Regions from separate parts of the Sus scrofa genome. Here region 1 is linked to region 2. The links are chromatin contacts, called in public HiChIP or PLAC-seq maps. All regions are on one chromosome and are shown on one strand. Each heading gives the region's core, a stretch centred on a gene start, on an enhancer-like site or on the middle of the called end of the contact. The rest is flanking DNA. Distances are from core to core; before and after follow the strand shown.

What was found. HiChIP or PLAC-seq counts read pairs in DNA pulled down with a chosen protein or histone mark.
Region 1: an H3K27ac HiChIP or PLAC-seq map of skeletal muscle shows a contact between it and region 2. The contact joins two enhancer-like sites. A contact is called at or near these places in 1 of 47 Hi-C or Micro-C datasets (psoas muscle) and 1 of 2 datasets of contacts at active chromatin or transcription factors (skeletal muscle).

What each region holds. Positions count from the first base shown.
Region 1 is chr3:56,249,880-56,253,026 of Sscrofa11.1, reverse strand. No RefSeq gene overlaps it. Among named protein-coding and RNA genes, the nearest start is that of TMEM131, 26 kb to the left of the region's middle. Within about 2 kb of position 1,501, at least 4 of the 83 cell types and tissues checked have an H3K27ac peak or open chromatin away from gene starts, as enhancers often do. A contact at or near this core is called in skeletal muscle, where this site is marked.
Region 2 is chr3:56,110,469-56,113,826 of Sscrofa11.1, reverse strand. All of the region lies in intron 7 of VWA3B (von Willebrand factor A domain-containing protein 3B), which reads left to right. Among named protein-coding and RNA genes, the nearest start is that of VWA3B, 61 kb to the left of the region's middle. Within about 2 kb of position 1,831, at least 3 of the 83 cell types and tissues checked have an H3K27ac peak or open chromatin away from gene starts, as enhancers often do. A contact at or near this core is called in skeletal muscle, where this site is marked.

The DNA.
Region 1 (3,147 bases), core at 252-2,751, 140 kb before region 2:
GAAGGGGATATTTAAAATAAATTTTAAGGGCTGAATAGTTAATCAGTATGTGCCAAAAGTTTCAAAGTGGAGGAAATAGTGTTTCAAGGGCACGAAGGTAAGAGAGTGCATGGCAGAATAGGGATGGCACAGGTAGAAGAGATAAGAGCATGAATTCAATGGCAAACTTCAAATATGTTCTCCTGACCACTGTGGCAGGGTGAAGGGAGCTGAGTAGTCAAGTGTATGTGGAAACCGTTGGGCCTCATAATCTCTTTTGTACATATACAATGCATGTGAGCACACAAAAGGCTTTAAGAAGTACTGCAGTAAGCCAACCTATTGAACTCTTTTATTTATTTATTTATTTATTTATTTATTTATTTATTGTCTTTTTACCTTTTCTAGCGCCACTCCCAAGGCATATGGAGTAGGGGTCTAATCGGAGTTGTAGCCGCTGGCCTACACCACAGCCACAGCAATGCCAGACCTGAGCCACATGTGGGACCTATACCACAGCTCACAGCAATACTGGATCCTTAACCCACTGAGCAAGGCCAGGGATCAAACCCGAAATCTCATGGTTCCCAGTCAGATTCGTTAACGCCTGAGCCATGACGGGAACTCCCTTACTGAACTCTTTTAAAACAAGTTTCCCGTTTTAATTGTGCACAGAATCCCTTTTCTTTTTCTTTTTAGGGCCGCACCCGCGGCACAAGAAGCTTCCCAGTCTAAGTGGTGAATCAGAACTGTAGCTGCCGGCCTACGCCACAGCCACAGCAATACCAGATCTGAGCCACGTCTGAGACCTACACCACAGCTCACGGCAACGCCAGATCCTTAACCCACTGAGTGAGGCCAGGGATCAAACCCGCATTCTCATGGATGCTAGTTGGGTTCTTAAACCGCTGAGCCACAACAGAAACTCCCAGAATCCCTTTTTTTTAAGTTCAAAATAACATTTTAACTTTTCACTTTAAGAATTTCTGTTTTTCCTAGCTTTCATTTTTCTGTTGAGATTCCCTATCTGTTGTTCACTCACCAAAATTATATTTCCTCTTATCCTTTGAACAGAAGTTTAACAGCTACTTTAGACTTTTTTTTTGCTAAATTCTAAATTTAAAATTTTTTGCTAATTCTAAAATCTGACCCATCTTAGAGGTGGTTAAATTAACCGCCTTCCTAAAAAAAAATTACTATCATATTATAATCATATTATCCTGTTTGTTTTCATGTCTAACATCTTTCGATTCTCAGTCATTGTGATAGATCCTATTAGCTTTTGCTGTCTTTCTCTGAAGAGTGTTGATTCTTGTTTTAGCAGGCTTCATTAATGAACAGTCACTGCAAGCTCACACAGGCTTAGTTTTATATTTGTTTAGTGCTGATACATGGAAAGTTCAAGATGTTTCCCAAGCCATTCGAACTTGGCAGGACTCAGCCTCCCAACTCTCTTTGTACCATGTGAACTTTGTTGGGACTTGGCTTTAGACTTTGTTACAGTGACTTGAGAGCAGATGCTCCTCTAGGGCTTGGTCCTTACTCCTAAGGGGCAGGCTTTCCAGTGTCTTAGCTGGATGCCAAGGATGCTAATGAGGTGTAAACAAGAACTCTTCACTCTGGCAGGCCTGGGCTCCAATGTCCTCAAGCCCTGTTTGTCTCTGCTCTCTCTGCTCCACTCAAAATCTTAGCAGTTCCTGTCTGGTCTTTCTCTGCACACAGACAGCCCACCCATCATCAATGGATTCCTGAGGACTCCCCATAGGGACTTCTAGGGTCCCCTCTTTTCCTAGGTTCCTCCTTGGCTATATCTTACCCCACAGATCCAACCCGCTTTAGCTGCCCCAGACTGTTATTTCTACCTCCTCAGCTCAGACTGACCACAGGGTTCTGCTTGGACTCCAGCTCCCTGCTGTCAGTTGGCAAACTTTCTCAAGGCAGAGATTTGGGCAATCAAAAAGCTCGGTTTGGGAGTTCTTGCTGTGGCACAGTGGGTTAAGGACCCAGCATTGCTGCAGCTGTGGCATAGGTCACAGCTCTGGCTTAGATTTGATCCCTGGCCTGGGAACTTCCATAGGCCATGTGGGTGGTCAAAAAAGAAAAAAAAAAAAAAAAAAAAAAAAGCCTCACTTTATAAGTTTGCTTTCTTTCAGGGATTACAGTCTTGTACTATCTGTTGTCTACGGCCTAAAAAACAGTCACCTTTGGATTTTGTTCAGTTTTAGAGTTGTTTATGGAGGGAGGGTTATTGTGGTACCATTTACCCAATCATGGTAAGAAATGAAAATGCAATGTAACATTAAAGAGCACATGAAACTAGTAACACAGAAAATATACTTTGAGAAATACTAAGTTTATGTTGAATTTTAGCCCCATTTTTGATAATAAAACTCTTATAGTCCAGAAGCTTGCTTTATCCCTCCATTTGGTGTCTTTAAACTTAATATGTCTTTATATGTCTTAATATGTCTTAATATGTCTTTAAACTTAATATGTCTGAAACAAGTCTTCATTGCTAAGACTTTTTTCCAAACCTGCTCTTGCCCTAGTATTCCCCGCATCTTAGCCAGTGGCAGCTTCACTCATTTAATTCCCCAGACCAAAATCCTTGGTCTTATCCTGGTGTTATCCTTGACTACTTCCTTCCTCTCAAGCTCCATGTGCAGTATGTTTGCAAACCCTGTTGCTCTGTCTTCAAAGTGCATGTAGACCCTGACCGCTTCTTACCACTTAGATCCAGTGACCCTCATCCTCACCTGAACAATGGCAAGAGCTCGCCAAATGGTCTCTCCTTGCTTGGCCTCTTCAGTCCATTTTTCATGCAGCAACCAAAGCGACCCTCATAAAAGGTCATTCATGTCATGCCCTTGCTCAAATCCCTCTCCTGGCTTCTCATCACATTTAGAAAAGAATGTATACATGCATGTGTAACTGGGTCACTATGCTGTACAGTAGAAAATTGACAGAACGCTATAAACGAGCAATAATGCAAAAAAATCATTATATAATAAATAAATAAATAAAATGTGTACACAAATAAAATAAAGAAAAAAAGAAAACAACTCAAAGTCCTTTCCATGGCCTTCAACGCTTTAAGGGTTTTACGCTCTGGGACATCTTGGCTTCCTCCCCTCTTTCTATCTCTCCCTATAGCATGGTCCTTCAGCC
Region 2 (3,358 bases), core at 582-3,081:
AACTTATCTGAAGAACAGATAAAGAGAACAGATTTGTGGTTGCCAAAGGGGAGGGATGGACTGGGAGTTTGGGAATAGTGTATGCAAAGTATTATATATAAAATGGACAAACAGCAAGGTCCTACTGTATAGCTCAGGGAACTGTATTTATTCAATGACCTATAATAAACCATATGGAAAAGCATATGAAAAAGGATATACATATGTATGTGTATGTGTATATATATATCTGAATCACTTTGCTCTATAGCAGAAATTAAAGCAACATTGTAAATCAACTATATTTCAATAAAGTAAATTTTAAAACATGGGAAAAAAAGAATTGCCCATGTATACTCAACCCTCTTCTTCCCTTAGTTCACACCTTTACCTGATGTGTGTAAAGGTCCAGTTTTCCCACCAGAGGGTCAGTTTCTTTAAGGGCAGGGAGCCCTTGTATTTCTTTCCCCATAGTGGGTTTGAGTCCTGGGTTCCTTGTTTGTTCTTAACTCTGGGCTGCAGCATGGCCTTTCACCAGGACCCCCGCACTGCTCCCTAGAGCCCTTTCTTGGCACCCAGCAGTGGCAGGCTCAGCCCAGTTCAGAGCTGGTTGATGGAACTCAGAGAGCAGCCCTGGGGCCATCTTGCATTCTTTTGGGGGTCCTGTAGTTCCCTTAGAACCAAAAGTTCAGGCCTTTTTTTGTGATTGGGAAAGCTAAAAAACAAAAAATTTAGTAAATTTGCTCTCAAGGAAACTCACAAATTTCCCTCAAATTTACCATTTCATTAAAATATCCTATGAGTTGATGTCTTTTAAATGGTGTTACCTGTTCTAAATAGATTTATTCAGTGTAACTTTATTCATGGGCATTTGGGACATCTTTTCTTTAGATATTGCTTCTCTTCTTTGTGCTTGTGTATTTATCGCCTGTTAGTCAGTAGCACCCAGAGCCTGGGGTCATGTTCTCATGGAGTTTGGTGGAAGACTTGCTCTCTAGCATGGGGAGAAGAGTTATGGTTTGTATTCAGGTTTTCTATATGAATATTGGACAATTAGACTGCATTACATTTGCATTTTGCTGCCTTCTGCTTAGAAGAAGGAGGCCCCAGGAGATGGTACCATAACCATCTAAGAGTTGCCCATCCTTGACATTTGAAATTGCTTTTAAGACATCATGATGCTTGTGAAACACATGTATTCATTGTCCCAAGAAAGCATATCAGGATAGCAAAATGACTCTATTTGCTTAAATTAATTAGTAGTTAATTTCCTTTGGGTGAGACTGAGCAAAACATCTTAGTATGTAATTTAACACAAGGAACTGGGAATTTTCCCATTACAACAAAAACTTCTGATTTCACCACTTTCAATCCCTTTATGGATGCAATATGCCCCCTTTTACCAGATCCATACTATAAGTTTAGGTCTCTGGGAATTTTAATCACCTCATAGTGGATTATTATTTTAAAATGTCATATTGCTTTATGAAAATATATATGCAGTGTTTTCCTGAAAATACTGCCTTTGATAGTCATATTCAGCTCTTTCGGACCCTCATGGTCAGGTAGGAGTTTAGGGCTCAGGCAGTGAGCAGTCTCTACCCAGTGGGGCCAGTTACTCCCCAGGGGTCCTAGGCAAGGGGGAAATGACCACTAACAAACCAGCCCACAGGAGGACCCAGGTGATGGTCTGGGATTCAGGGTTGCTGAGGGTGGTTTTAATTTCATTGGTATTGCTAATATTTCAGAATCATGGCGGGGAGCCTTGCTTAGCTGAGGCCCAAGGATCTAAAAAGGATATCACTGCTGCTTTAGGGCAAGTCACTCTTGAGATCTGGAATCCCTAGGGCACAGCCACATGCTCAAATGATACAAGTCTGTTATATACCAGTCAGAAGAGTTTCTTGCGTTATTGGGGCCGTCAATTATGAGACAGAGCAATTCTTTGAGGTCATTATTTCTTTGTCATAAGGAAAAACAAAAAGAAGAAAGGATAGGAATTCTTCCTGAAAGCCCTGGATCCTGTGCTGACTACCATGGAGGATACAAAGAAGAGACACTGTGTCCGTTCAAACGTAAACTGTAATCTAACACTGTGGGCTAATACCATAGGAAAGCTGAAGATCATAATAGCTCTCAGCCCTGGGATGGCCCTGGACCAGTGCTGAATGGTGAGCTGTGCTGTAAGCAGCTGCTTACTAAAAATAAAGCCTCATGTTTGTCAAGTTGGACTTGAATTAGCCTGGATTCCAGGTCTGGATAGACTAATTCACCATCTCCAGCTGATGCTTCTTTATGCTCATTAGAGTTGGAGGTTGATGTGCCAGGAGGCAGCCAGGAATTGCATATGGTGCCCGCCTGTCTAATGGCCTGAGAGTATGTCCAGGCAGCAAAAGCCTCCACTGAGAACAGTGATTGTGGCTGGCTCATTTCACCAGAATTGAGAAGAAGTGAGGGGCAGATCATTGTTCTCTGGAGTGACTGGGCAAAGCTTGCTGGTGGAGCCAGGCTGGTGCCTTGAATGAAGGGTGCGGCTGAGTGCAGTGGAGGGCTCTGAGTGCCCTGAGTGGGAGGGCAGTGGGAGTGCAGGGGCCCTGGAGGGCTGGGAGGATAGTGTCCTGGCAGGGTTCAGGCTGACAGTATTAGAGGGGGTGAAATGGGGGTCCTGAACCCTGGACTTGAATGCCAGTTCAGGGAGCAGAACCCTGCTCACTGCTGCATCCTCAGTCCTGGCAGTGCCCACTCCCTATCTGTGGTAAGTGCGCAACAAGTATTTGCTGAGTGAACAGATTAATGAGTTGGACTGGACTGTATCCTGCAGGTGAGACAGGAAGGTTTGACAGGAAGCCTTAACAGGCAGGTGGTGTTTGTGGCAGGTACTCCGTGGGCTCTTCCCCTGACACACCCACACGTATCTGACCTGGGTCTCGTTCATCTGTTAAGTCAGCAGTCTGAGAAGTCAGTACCGGGGGCTAAGGCAAAACAGCAGCTTGATGTGACAGCACTTGCAGTGGTGTCAGCATACTCCGAACCTTCAGGTTGTTCCACTAGGCATGTGGGGGATGTTGGGGTTTGGTGAGGAAGGGGGAGGATCTTCTGGGTCACCTGGATGTGCCCATGAGGAACCATATCCTCTTTCTGTGTACAGCAGGCCTTGGCTGGCCCCTCCCTTGATGGACAGGATCCAGTGGGGTTTTGTCTCCTCTCTGGTTTGGCCTGGAGAATTGCAAACCCACAGAGCTCTCGGAACACTAAGTTTCCTGTGCCCTGTCTCCAGGCTCTTCTATTTCCAGTGGGGCTGTCTCCCTGTCTGATTTCCCAGCTAAGTCCCTTAGACACAACCCAGATAAAAATGGCAGCCCTTCCCCGCTGCCTGTAG